Regions from separate parts of the Rattus norvegicus genome. Here region 1 is linked to region 2. A link is a contact called in public Hi-C data. All regions are on one chromosome and are shown on one strand. Each heading gives the region's core, a stretch centred on a gene start, on an enhancer-like site or on the middle of the called end of the contact. The rest is flanking DNA. Distances are from core to core; before and after follow the strand shown. Region 1 holds the start of Basp1 (brain abundant, membrane attached signal protein 1). Region 2 has its middle 320 kb from the start of Basp1.

Evidence for each region. Hi-C and Micro-C count contacts between places; a contact is called where the count stands out from the background.
Region 1: a Hi-C map of the A7r5 cell line shows a contact between it and region 2, with 6 times the contacts expected there. The contact joins the promoter of Basp1 here to the enhancer-like site in region 2. A contact is called at or near these places in 4 of 12 Hi-C or Micro-C datasets (the A7r5 cell line, the Rat2 cell line, mammary epithelial cells and 1 more).

The regions. Positions count from the first base shown.
Region 1 is chr2:77,592,115-77,599,511 of GRCr8, forward strand. Basp1 (brain abundant, membrane attached signal protein 1) reads right to left here and starts at 2,183. Exons shown (of 2, transcript NM_022300.2): 1 at 1,980-2,183.
Region 2 is chr2:77,274,309-77,281,065 of GRCr8, forward strand. No RefSeq gene overlaps it. Among named protein-coding and RNA genes, the nearest start is that of Basp1, 320 kb to the right of the region's middle. Within about 2 kb of position 1,438, at least 17 of the 93 cell types and tissues checked have an H3K27ac peak or open chromatin away from gene starts, as enhancers often do.

The sequences.
Region 1 (7,397 bases), core at 933-3,432, 320 kb after region 2:
GAGAATTCAGAAAGGCTTAGGCTGCTGGAAAGGTAACCATTTTCTCACGCTGGCTTCTGTAGGCCATCTTGTTCATTTAAATGCCAAGATGTCTTAATCTGTCCCAGGTGGTATCACCAGGGGCAACACCATCGCTGGTCTGAGACTAATGTTCCTTGGTCAAATGACCCGCAATAAAGATCTGTCAGGCAAACAGCTAATTGGTGCAGACTAAGAAAACCACCATCCCTGCAGTGCGTTACAAACAGAAAGAACAATGGACAGTTCTAGAAAGGAAAACAGCAGTGTGCATCATATTCATATATATATATACACATATACATGTATATGTATATATATATATATATATATATATATATATTTCACAATTCCCCCTCCCTTTTTTTTTTTTTTGACTAATTGCAATCCGTAAAAATGGGTGAGATGTGAAAGCTTGAGGGGGGAAAAAGAAGCATACACAAGACCGAGACCGAGCCTCGCGGGGAAGGGAGTAGGGAGGGGGTGATGGGAGGGGTGGTCATTTGTGTCCAAGGGTTTCATGAAACATTTAGGGCAAACGCCTTTGTTCCTAGGCTCGGGAGGGGAGTGGGTGGATGGATGATGGGGCTGCCTGGCCCTCCACACCCTACTCTCCGGCGCATGCGCGAGGCCAAGACAAAGGAATAGGTAATTACAGTCCCGATTCATTCATTTTGCCTGCAATACTGGAGGTCTGCGGGCCCTTGCTATATTCCCAGGGGCGGAGGTTAATCCACACCCCAATAGCAGTCCCCTTGATAGCCGTGTTTTATTTTAGCCCGCCACGTAAGTGGCCAGTGGTCTCGGCCAAGACAGAGGTGTGTCAACTCCCATGCCAAACACTGAAAAATCGCACCCATGTGCGCTGTGCTCCTTTCAACAGAGTGAAAATCTCTGGGGCAGAGGCTGTCCACCGAGCTCGCTTAAAGGCGGAAACGTCTCGGCGTGGGGGGTGGGGGTAGCAGATTAGGAACAGGGCCAAGCGTTCGATGAATATTCATGAAAAGAATGCGGTTCCCAGCCACGCATTGTGTGCCATCGGATCCAGGGATTCTGAAATTTTTCTTTTAATGGTGTAGGGAAGCGGGAACCAGACGTTGGGTTGTAGCGTTTGAGATACAGGGGGGAAAATCTACAGAAATCTTGTCTTGCAGAAGGGTTGTGCCGGTTCGGACCGCGGGCTGTCAGGTTCAAGCCCACCCCACCCCCAGCCCCCCCAGGCTGGGGCGGCGGTGGAGGCGCGCGGCCCGTTTTCTGAGCGCAAGGCTCAATAAATAAATAAATAAAATGTTGGCGATGTCCACAGGTTAGTGGGAAGGCAGTTCAGCCGCAGACCGAGCTAGGGCTTTGATCTGCCCCGGGCGTGCACACGGTCTTCCGAACCTCGTGTTCCTCGGTTACCCCAAACCAAGATCCAGGAGTCCTGAGGGCCAATCCACCCCCGCCCCTTCCGATCAGACCAGATTCCGTGTCTTCTTTCTCCCTCCCCACCCCACCCCCATCCTCCATCTTCTGCTACTGCGCCCCTCACACGGAGCGCTTTCTCCGTGGCTGTGCCCGTTCCGCTGACAGAAGACTGGGTTTAGCCCACAGAACCCAGGCCAGGGGATTCGATGCCTTGAAAAAGATTTCGCATTCGGTATTTCCCGGTCACCAGCCGCTTCCCACCCTCCCGCCCCACTCCCTCCCGAACTCTGTTCATCTGCCTCGCCGCCACCCTCCGCAAGCTCCCCACCCTACGAAAGGCTTCCGAAGCTGTCCACCTTGGGGGAAAGCATCACCATGGATCCCCAAATGCGACAGAGCCCACTTAGAGGAATCCCACGCCCACTGTGTCTAAACCCGGCCGCACCCAGTCTGCACCGTTGGAGAACCCTAGGCTTCAGGGTGGGGCGGGGCCCTGGGGAACCGGTGGCCCTGAGTCCGCGGTGGCGTGAGGGACCCACGGCGCGCCTCCTTACCGGCTTTGGGTGCCTGTGCCGGCCCTGGGTGAGCGCGGTGCCTCCAAGGGGCCCGGGTGTCTGGTGTCGTCCGGCCGAGTGCCTGGCCGCTCAGCAAAGGCTCTCTCTCTCCCGGCTCGACGGCGGAGCCCGGAGCGTGGAGCGAGTTGGAGCGCTGCCGCCGCCGCCGCCGCCGCTGCCGCTACTGCCGCCGCCGCTGCAGCCTCTGCATTTCTCGATCGCTCCCCCTCCCCTTCCTGCCCAGCGCCCTCCCCCCCCGCGCGTCCGCCCGCCCAGCTCCTCCGCTCGCCGACCCCGCCCGCCTCGCGCCCGCCCCTCCTCTCCCAGCCCGCGGCCTGCACCCCTCCCGCTCCGTTCGCACCCCGCCACCCGGGGGGTCCCCAACTTCTCTCCTCCAGCAGCCACTGCGCCCCGAGACGCCCCGTGATCCAGCGCCCCCGTCACCACACCCGCACAGTCACCCCCACCCTCTGCTATCCTCATTCAGATCCCTCCCCTACAGCCCTGTGCCTTACCCGCCTCCCCAACAGTTTCTGTCAGTCCCCCCTCCTATTGCCTCCTTGCACGCCCCTCCATTCCCCCACTCGCGGCGGGACTGTCTGTGGATTTCTCTCCTCTCTCTGTCTCGCACACATTTTATTTGAAAGCATTGAATAATTAGCTCGTGCTCTCGCTCAGACTTAAGGGGCTGGTGAACTATTCCCTCGCCGCAGCCAGCTTTCTCTGCCCCTCAATCCAGCCCGCTCCAGACGACAGGCTGAGATTCTGCTATCACGTAGGCAGTGAGACTGGAATAGACGCGACGCCTCTCTTGAAACCATCAAGATAGATATCCGCTGGCTTTAGGGTGTCCCCCAAGGCAAGCATCTGGGATGCCTTCGGCAGATGCTCGCCCTCGGGGCCCACCAGGAGGCTGCAGTTTGCAAGGCGCCACCGCCCAGAGCCCAGGTCCGGGTCTGGAGGCGGCACCGCCTCTCAGGGGACGTTCTCCCGACTTCGGAGAGAAAGAAAGGAAGAAATGCACCCTAGGAAAATGGGCTTCGACTTTTTTGTGCCTGTGCTTTCATGGAAGTCACCAGCTCTCGGGCTGCTTAAGATACCACTCAGAATCGCGCCCTGCCAGGCTGTGGCCATCCGCGCTAAGTCCTCGTGTTCTGGTCGGTGAGCACTTTGGGTAGCACCGCGACACACAATAGCCATCAGGGTTAGGAGATATGCTCGCCATGTTTACCTGTTGGCAAAAATAAAATGCAAAATAAAAATTTAAATTGTGAAGCTAACACATGGTGACGTCTTTTAGAACCACATCTCTTTTCTTCAGACAAAAGCCAATTTTACCATCCCGCAAACCCATTGAGCCCTGGAAGTTCCGTTCGCGGCACTTTGGCGCCCTCTGGCTGTATCAGGATTGCTTGGTTGTTCTGCTTCATACTGAAAGAAATGGGGGGGTGGGGGGGTGGAAATGTATGTTCCCTTCTTGGTTGGATTTACCCTCATGAGTGAAGCACAGATTTGAGACAAGCTTGCCCTCCAGGATGACAAAACCCAACAACATTTGGGGAAACGAATTCCAGGTAAGTGCTGGGGGGGGGGGGGGTCACTTTCCTTTAACAGAAAAATAAATAATAGAACTTTAATAAGAGTGGAAAAGGAACTGCCACATCTTAAATCAAAAAGTGATGAAGAAAAGGTGAAAATGTTTTGTGGTGGCTGCTGCTTCCTCCTCATCTTCCTCCTCTTCTTTCTTCTCCTCCTTTCTTCTTTCTTCGTCCTCTCCTTCTCTTCCTCTCCTTCTCCATCTCCCTCTTCCTCTTCTTTCTTTCTCCCTCTCTTCCCCATCCCCAACCCCTTCTTCCATCCCTCCTCCCCCTTTCTCTCTAGATAGATAGGTAAACTAATTGATTGATATTCCTTTCAACCTTCTCTCAGCCTCCCATCTTCCCACTGCTTAAAGTGATTAAGAAATCAAACAATACAAGAACAAGAAATCGAATCACGAATTAGCTGTGGTTCGACTGGTCATTGGAGGGTTTCATTCTCTTATGTCAGTATACCACCTATCCATGAAGCTATTTGGGGTGCTATGGTTTCCACGCCAGCACCAATTATGACAACCAAAAATGTTTCCAGGTATGGCCAAATATCCTCCAGAGGCAAAAAAAAAAAAAAAAAAAGGTTAGCTAGGTGAATATGTATAATTTATGGTATTTATGGTATTTACTGCTTACTAAAGGAGCTAAGTAGTAGTGTGTGGGGTGAGTAGGGTGGGTGGGTGGGTATTACACAGTGTGGCATCATTCATTTAGGATTCAGTTGTTTTTTATCCCAGTGATCATCTTAAAATTAATGGAAATTTCTACTGTATTTTCAAAATAAGCCCATAGATATTATCTTCTTCTGTGTATCCTCATGCTTATTTATTTTTTAAATAACAGATAACAGTTATCGTTCAGTTGCTTTGGTGCTGCTGGCTAAGTTTTTAGGATGGAGAGAGAAAAACAAGCCTTTCAAAGGTGTGACTGGGATACAGATCACTGGTTACCATGGAAACTGGAGGCCAAAGCTTATATGGAGGAACAGAAATTGCAAGTCTCTCTCTCTCTCTCTCTCTCTCTCTCTCTCTCTCTCTCTCTCTCTCTTTGTCATGGTCTCTGATTAGATTTAGTTGTCTTCCCCCTTCTTAATAAACGATTATAAACGAAAGAAAAGGGGCACGAGACAAGGGTGGAGCTCCGCTGTGGAGCTCTTACCTTGGATGCTGGAGGCCCTAGCTTCAATCCACAGGGTCACACAGGTGTGTGCACGTACTCCTACACAGAGGAGATTCAATAGAGACACCGAGAGCAGTGGGAGGGGAGGGGTTCTTCTCCAATCAGTCCTCTCATATTCTCTCCAAAACATCTCTAAAACACGCACTCGGGGAATCAGGGATGAAGCAGTTTGAAGCTTTGAGTTTTAGAAAATTCGCTGCACTGTCCGGTGCACAAACTCGTGAATTTAGGAGCTTAAAGGGTTAAGTATATGAATCCCAGTAAATTTGCTTAACTTTCATCATTACCACCATGAAAAATGTTTTCCTTTCCAAAAGACTGAACATTTAAAAAGAAGAAGAAGAAAAAAGCAAGGCAGACTATACAGGTTCTGTACTGCCTCAGACTGCCATTTTTACTGCCTCTAGAACTTGTCCGAATAAAACCCTAACTTACATTATAAAGGTTTTCATCAAAGACACAAATCACTCCATGTGTGCTTCTTTTTGCTAAGTGATTTGCCACAAAACTGTCTGCAACATAAGGGCCTCTGTCCCTAAAAAGATGGCATTCCGATTTATCCCTGTGCCTCTGCTGGTTGAACCACCTTTGCTGGCACTGAGTTGTATAGAAAAAGCTAGTCTCACCTTCCTGCCTTACCTCTGAGCCCTTGCTGTACCTCTCCCACCAAGGCGGAGCATCCGTTCCCCTCAGTTCACCCAGTAAAACAATATGAACAGAGAGGAACCACAGTGACTGCAGTGTGGGTCCAGCCAGCTTCCATTGAAGTATTCTTTGGATTATCCCCGTTCACATCACTGGGGTGACCCAAACCCCCAGAGACTCATTTTAAAAGTATATCCCACTCTACTAGTATAAAAAAAAATAGCCACAGAACAAACGGATCTCATCTATAGATTACAAGCAAAAGGTTAGTCAATATTATACATGATAGTGCCCTACACTTTTCCCCTAAATATTTAAGATTTTAATCAAAGGAAATATCAAAATCTATGTGTCCCTCTTTTGTTTTGTTTTCTTTTTTTTTTTTTTCTTTCCCCTCTCCAACGCCAACTTTGAAGGTCATATAGCCAAAGGAAAGGCTTTCTTTGGTTTGATCAGTGCTGTGAATTGTCTTGCTTCCCAGACATCATTTGACCATGTCATCTGGTTGTCATGTGAGAGTTGGAGAGATGGAACTGGTCTCTGGTTGGTAGAGGCCAGGGAAGAGCCTCAGCGGAGAGGGCTCTCCAGCCCAAATTATCAGCCATGTTAAGAGACTGAGAAACTCTGGTTGAAAACTGAGTATGCCATTCTACCTAGTTGGAGAAGGCAAAATGGCTTTGTTGTCACTGTTGTTGGTTTGATTTGGTTTTTTGTTTTGTTTTGTTTTTGTTTTTGTTTTATTTGTTTGTTTTTTCATTTATTGTTTTCAGTAGTGCTGGGTGGAGGAAAGCTGCCTTTTGTTCCTTTATCTTCCGCAGGGTATGACAGACACACTTGGGTCAGACTCCTAGTAGACAGCTCCCTTTATGAGCCCTCCAGGGCCCCCTCCAACCTCTGCAACAGAATCCAGGCGGGTTGCTTCAAGAACAAGGCCAAAGACTACCAATTGAGGAATTGGAATTCCATTCCCTGTTGCTACAGGCTAAGCAAACGGCTTAACTCTGATTCCCTCATTTCACCTGCTCCTTATGTATGTAAAAGGATAGCTGAAAACCCTGAGTGGATGCTTATGTATGAGGAAACACCAGGCTTCAGGTGGGAGGGACTGGCTGGCGTTGGCATTGTACTAGGAGAATTTTCTCAAGATGAAAGCAATCTGAGTCCCCCAGAGTAGTTCTCACTCCCTGCCATCACCCATAATTCCCCCACAAATCCCTCTGTTCCAAAGGACATTTCTATTCACCAGCACTTTGTTTGAACAAACTACCTGAAACCAAAGGAGAAACAGGGTTTCCCTGCCAAGCAGCAAGGGTTCTTCTAGGCAAAGCAAGCCTGTTGCTACAAGATACCAAACAAGGGATTAAAGTGCAAGGGCTTTCCCTAATTTGAGGGCTTCCTTACCTACTAAACCCTTTAGGGTATAAGCTACTTCGGCATAAAAAATGCTGTAAAGCATCCACTAACTTCCCGGAGACTGTTGAAGGGACCTGTAGAGCAGGGAGGGCTGTACATCTACTTCTAGAGCATCTGTAGCACCTGCTTCTACTCCAGAACAATCTTGCAGGGTTATGGTAATGAAAACATTTCTGCTTTAAGTACATTGCAAGGAATGGTGCCCGAAGGTAAATGCAAAATCAAGTTGCCAGCGGAATGTCAAGAACTCACCGTTCTGTTATAAGCAAATCGGAAGGCACTGCGATGCCCACTCCAAGTGTAAACACTGTCCAAGTTCCCTGCCTGCCTGCCTCTGCTTTTTCAATGGATCCTTAAGATCCCAAACAGTTACTATAATCCTCTTTACTTCTCAAGGCCAGGCAGCTCCTATGCTGAAGGAACATCAGAGTGAAGTATTTTTCTCCAAACTAATGAAGTGATATGAAATAAAAGAGTCAGAATGAAAACATATAAAAGGGGAGATCTGGACCAGACAGTTGAAAATGAAAGAAAGACAGAGACAGAGACAGAGACAGAGACAGAGAGAGAGAGAGAGAGAGAGAGAGAG
Region 2 (6,757 bases), core at 188-2,687:
CTCTTGACTTCTATCTCTGCTCCTTTTCGTAGTGTCGTTTTTTTCATTTTCTACTTATAACAATTAGAGCAGTGGATCCCAATTTGTGGGCCATAATACCTTTGGGGATTGAACAATCCTTTCACAAGGGTCTCCTAAGATCATCAGAAAACACAAATATTTCCATTAGGATTTGGAACAGTAGCAAAATTACAGTGGTGAAGTAGCAATAAAAATAATTGTATGGTTTGGCATCACCACAACATGAGGAACTGTATGAAAGGGTCCCAGCATCAGGAAGGTTGAGAAGCACTGGATAGAGAGGATCTATGCAATGATGGAGCCGTGGAAGTTATAACAATCCCGAGGAACTTCCCTGGAACCCGAATGTCTTCTCATGAAGCTTCCTTGCAGGAATTCAAGAACTACAATCTACAGTTTCAGCATTTTAAATCAAACAATGTCTTTTGGAAGTAACCACGAAGACACATTTCTGATTATTCAAACTGTTTTGTTCCTCCCCCTGTGCTGTGTTGTTGAGTTACTAAAGTTGTTGGGTCTATTCCATGGGATGTTTGCTGTTTCAGAGTTTCAGACCTACTATGTGCATCTAGCAGATTAAATTCTTTTCTTTGGAAAATGTTTGAAAGCATGGGAATGGTATAGTATTGGGAGATAAATTAGTTCTTTCCCTAGATAGACAATGCTGTATTTGTCAAACAATTGCCAGGCAGTAAGCAATAATAATATGTAACTAAAAGGGTGGTTATAGAAAGAAATAAAGGGTCAGATCTGTGCTCACATGAAACAGATAACCTTTTAGAAGGGCATGAAATAATTCACAGGAAGATAAAACATGTGCTAGTAAAAGTTCAACCTTGTGCCTACTCAGAGCTTTATGAAGCATTCTCCTATTATTACTTAATTCTCATATTGTCCTATGATTCTCAAATGTCCTATCATAGTTAATTCTCAGAGCTTCATGAAACACTGCCCCACCCTCTATCATAGTTAACTCTCAAACATTTTCTCCTAAGATAACAACCCCAAATTACAAAAGAAAAGATTGATTCACAGAAATGTAGTTAGTTACTCAACAACATACTCACTGGCAAAGCTGAGATCATGAGGGATAGGAGGGGGAGGAGCTGAGACAAGGTCTCTCTATGTAGCCCTGGCTGTCTTCAAACTCACTACTCTGGCCTTGAACTCACGAGATATACCTGCCTCTGACTCCTGAGCGTTGGAATTATTACCATGCCTGCTTTGTATTATTTTGAAAGTTCTTTGGATCCTAAATACTTTTTGAAATACTGTATCCCTGCAAGTTAGCCTAGTCAAGGAAACAGAAGGCATGCCAGAAACTTTCACAGAGGAATTTGACTGGGGAATGTAACTGCGATGGTGTTGCAAGAGCTTACTGGCCGGCCTCAGAGGGAAAGGCATGCCAAAGATTTGCTGGAGTCAGTATCAGCTGCAGGGCTGAAGCACTCAGAGGGGATAGAGTGATGATGTTGCCACAGTTGCTGCTGCCTGGAGTCCACTGGAGAGAAGGAATGCTGTAGTGAAAGCCCAGAAAGCACGCAGCAGAAAAACATACAGGAGACCTGAGCTCACACTGAGTGAGTGTTCTAGAGACTGAGTCTCCTGAAGAAAAATAGGAGACATTTTAATATGGGAAACAACTTCTCTGTGTATCAGAAAGACATATTTTCTAAGAATTAAGGATTGGGTAATGAACTGAGGTAAACATTCAGCAGATAAAAAAAGCTCTGGGAAGGACATTTCTCTATTTACAGGAAAACATTGCCTTTTTACACTGAGAGCTAGAAGGAGATGTCCCAGTCACACTGGCTGTGAATATGAGACAGCAGATTCAGAAGGATAGGCTAGACATGGATATTTCAGGAGGATGAAAATGTTCTCCCATGTGAGCAAGTTAAAGAACCATGGGGTTATTATCACTGTTTTATCCTTACACTTTGTAGGCTCTCCCTCATGCCTCCTGTTGGGCATAACATAAGAGGAGAGCCATTTGTTCAGGAAGTCTAACAAGCACACTTTGCAAAGATCAGGGCTGTGGGATACAGAGAACATCAGAGATGAGTGTAAGGGAGCAAGCAAATGACTGCTACAATTTTCTGGAGTAAGAAGAACTGTGGAGCCCTTGTAGTTAACAGATAAGAAAGAGAACACTTTGTATAAGGGGAAAGATTCTTTTATTGTAGATGGCCTTGTGCATGACTCTTCAGTGAGAGTTTAGAGACATCTAGGAAAAAACAAGGATATAGTTGGAAAGAAAATCAACAAAGGTTAGGATACAAGGGAGAGGAGAGGAGAGGAGAGGAGAGGAGAGGAGAGGAGAGAGAGAGAGAGAGAGAGAGAGAGAGAGAGACTGTAAATAATGAATAGCCCAAGTCAACAAGTAAAAAGATTTTGAAAGAAATACCAGGAGCAACTGGAAAGAGACAATGAGATTTCATTGTGGAGAGAGTCCAGTGGAGGTGGACATTAACTCTGTGCAAAGGTGACAGCAGGAAATCTGACAATCTAGACAGAAGATGAGATAGAAGTAGCAAAAAAGGGGCTGGGGATTTAGCTCAGTGGTAGAGCACTTGCCTAGGAAGCGCAAGGCCCTGGGTTCGGTCCCCAGCTCCGAAAAAAAAAGAACCAAAAAAAAAAAAAAAAAAAAAGAAGTAGCAAAAAAGCCCAAGCAAGGTATTTAAGTCAATCGATGAACACTATTCATGTCTCCTGGTCTCTGCACTGGTTCATGCCCCACTGATGAGATTGTGGCATCATCTACCATATCATATTTGTGACTAGTCTCCTCAGGGTGTCTCTCATGGGCTACCATCATTCTGTGTACAAATAGCTGAAACTTTCTTTAATTGAATCCAGTCATTCTTTTCCTTAAAGGGACTCACTAATCCACCACTGCAGGTAAGACCAGAATGGTTAGCATTCCCTATAAGACATCCCATGACAAAGAATAAAAGTTTCCCTCTCCACCTCTTCCCACAACCTATTCTCTCTAGTTCATCCAGTCTCTGTCATACTGGACTTCCTTTGGCTCTTCAACCTTCCACTGGACTCCAGGTGTCTGTTCCATCCACCAAGAATATTTCCCACTTTCTCCACTGCACTGGTTGGAAATGCATAATGTACAAAGGAGTGTGGTTGAAAATAAATCAGAGGTCCAGTATCATAATAAAATAGTTGAGAGAGGTGGGGAGGGAAGAAGGGGGGGAGGGAGGAAGGAAGGGAGGGAGGGCGAAGAAATCTAATGAGGACAGAGTTAAGGACAGGAAATCCCAGGTATCTCTATTTCAAGCAACCACAGTTATTCAGTAAGAGGCTTAATGTCCTGTTCTGGACTGCAGAATAGTGAACAGGGTACAATTGACATCTTCATAGCCAAGCCAATCACATTCACATTGGGTTTACTCATCTTTTACCAAAACCCACAAACTGTGATGTGAGTTCTCTTGCTGTTCATTGCTACCTTCTTCCTCGGTAATGACCCCACCCCCCCACTCCAATCACATCTTCACACTTTGTGTGGACAAAGATAACCCTGAACTTCATACCACAATCTGATGTTTCCCCTGATCACTGAGATTTGCAAGGAGTAGTTGTATTCTGAAACACACTGAAAAGGATTAGGCATGTTCTAACAGCATGGTAAGAAATTTAAAGTCAAACTTGCAAATGATAAGGAAGATGACAAAATTAAAAGCTATAGATTACATATTATGAATGATTATTCTTATACCCTACATCATAATGCATATTGCAAAGGAAAGTAGTATTGAAAATTGTAACTGCTAACCTTCTGTCTCTAGCTGCTAGAGGGCAAGGAAAGCCTTTTGAACTGACAGTGAACCTGAGAGGTGAAAAAGAACATATTTTTAAGGGTGATACATTAGGTTAAGAGCCAGAGGAAACGAGGCCAAAAACAATATTTACAACAGAAATACAACTTTGGAAGCTATTGTAAAGAGGATCAGAGTGTACTTGAGACACTCAAAGGAAGGTGCCTGGCATAGACATGGGGCCTGTGCCAAGGCTGGGGAAACAGAGGGGTGAACGAATGTCGGTCTTCCACCCTTAGTGTGAACACAAAGCTACTTGCAGTTTGATCTAGATGATCCCTCATCATCTATTTCTGCCTTTCCTCTGTAGGTCTATCAACTGTCCTTGGGCAGATGCATAATAACCCAGAGAGACTGGATTAAGAAATAATTATAATTAAGCCTGTGTCTTAAACTCTTTGTATAAGACTAAGATAGTTTGAGTTTTTCTGGGTTGAGACTTGTTCCTTGAGTTCTGACTTGTGCTTTCTGTGGATTACTATTTTCAGAAAGATAATAAAGGCTCTAATGAAGTCAGTTTGGGTCTTTAGAACATTAATATAAATGTCTTGACTCTTGGTGCACACTGACCAGCTCCTTTCAAACATGGCCGTCCACAGAGTTGCCATTTCATTGTTAGAGCACTCAGGGAGACACTGGTAGCTATAGAAACAAAAGGCAAGTACCAGCTTCATTTGTCTTCCCCTCCATCCTGCTCGAACTTTATGAAAGCTTCTGCCACTCAAATTCCCATAATAGATTTTCTTTCTTTCTTACTGTCATCTCATCACAGGTCACAGACATAGCTACCAAGTGCCCTATCCAATGAAACAGGAGACATCCATGCAAGCCATTTGGGTGGAGCTCAGAAGACTAGCAAGGATTCAGGGAGAAGCCCACCCTAGCAGTCTAAAGAAAAGTCTGTTATATCATGCAAGCCTGGAGAAAGGCTACTTAGCTTCTCTGAGTCAAATGTACACTGTAAACTAATTTTGGTTCACAAAGTAGAGAACTCTTTAAAGCTCACTTGACTCTACAAGTTAAATGCAATCAATACATCAAAGACCTTCCTCAAGTCAACATCCATCCAGGTCTCCTACCTATATGTCTCCTCCAGTCTCCTACCAAGTTGGGCTCTGGAAAGTCCTTCTGTTTCTTCAGTGGTCTATCACTATGACAACGAAAGTCCACACCTCCTCAGCAGGAGGAGGAAGCACCCACCACAAGGTTCTCAGGAGAAAAGAGTGATCAGTGGATAACATTTTGGAGCTTATCTCCCTGTACACATGAGTCTTCAGCTTTATTTAACTGGCCTCCAAGTGGAGATGGGATCTCCATTGTTCACTTCACAGAGTTGTGACTACCCAAAGGAAAATGTGTATGGGGAGGGGGGAAGTCAGCAGGCATGCATTCAATTTCTAAATAGAAACTGGAAACCTTGTAGACTTAAAAAAATGAAAACCTTGAGATTTTCCTAAATTGTCAACACAGAATAGCTCACAGTGTCATGATTAAATTATCCAGGGCCGTTGTTAACTAGCTTCTAAATTCTGAATGATTTCTGTTAACTATGTGCTGATACTGAGAACTGTAGGCAAGGCAGAGATGAGAGTGAAAACTATTTGCATATTTTCAGGTAATCAAGTCATCACATACCTAAGAAAATAATGACCTCACAAAATCACTTGAAAACATGTAGAGAATTTTGAATATCCTCTTTTGCCTTTCAGGAATAATCCATTCAAATTATTGTTAGGCCACTATACTATTCAAATTTTAAGGAAAATAATACCCAAACTACTTTCTCTTGGTGCCACAAACAACAAATGCTGTCAGTGCAGCTTTACAGTACCATGCAGCCTAACCACTGTATTTACAGCCAAACTTGACACCTTGGATTGCTGTCAAGTTCTCAGTCTTGGCAACATCTCTCTCCATCCGATAATGACTTCACTAACTTAACAGTTCACTTTCAAAACGTAATTTCTTTTAGACTCAGACACTAAAGATTCACACTTTAAGTTTCAAATCAATGGTGAAGGCCTGTAGGACATTCGCCACACCACAGTGATAGAGCTGCCTGGAATTACACGTTCTAATCACAGCCAACTGGAATGTTGGACTCTCACAGTGTTCTAGTGCCTTCTCTCTGGAATGTTTCAGATAAATACAAGAATGTTGGAGGTAAGACCTTCCTGGAACATTTAGTTAGAACCCTGGCCTGACTTTAACCTTTTCTCACCATAGCAAGAAAACACCGAATTCTGTGCCCTGTACTAGGCTATGGCTGTTGGTCCATTGTGCTGTCTGTGCAACGATCCACTTTGTACCAGGCAACATTTTTCCTTTACCTTATTGGCATTAAAATGTGGTGCAGGTTCTGTGGTCATTAAAAACTTGAGTCTGTAAAGTCTTCCATCTTTATGCCCTTACTTAGTCAAGATAGGAATTTCCTGGGCTCTGAGTAGCAGAGAAATGTGCACATTTAAAAACACAGTTAAAAATTGAGGGAATATTAAAAAATGGGGTTCAGAGCTAAACAAGGGATTCACAGCTGAGGAATGCCGAATGGCTGAGAAACACCTAAAGAAATGTTCAACATCTTTAGTCATAAGGGAAATGCAAATCAAAACAACCCTGAGATTCTGCCTCACAACAGTCAGAATGGCTAAGGTCAAAAACTCAGGTGACAGCAGAAGCTGGCAAGGATGTGGAGAAAGAGGAACACCCCTCCATTGTTGGTGGGATTGCAGACTGGTACAACCATTCTGGAAATCAGTCTGGAGGATCCTCAGAAAATTGGACATTGAACTACATGAGGACCCTGCTACACCTCTCCTGGGCATATACCTAAAAGATGCCCCAACATATAACAAAGACACGTGCTCCACTATATTCACAGCAGCCTTATTTATAATAGCTAG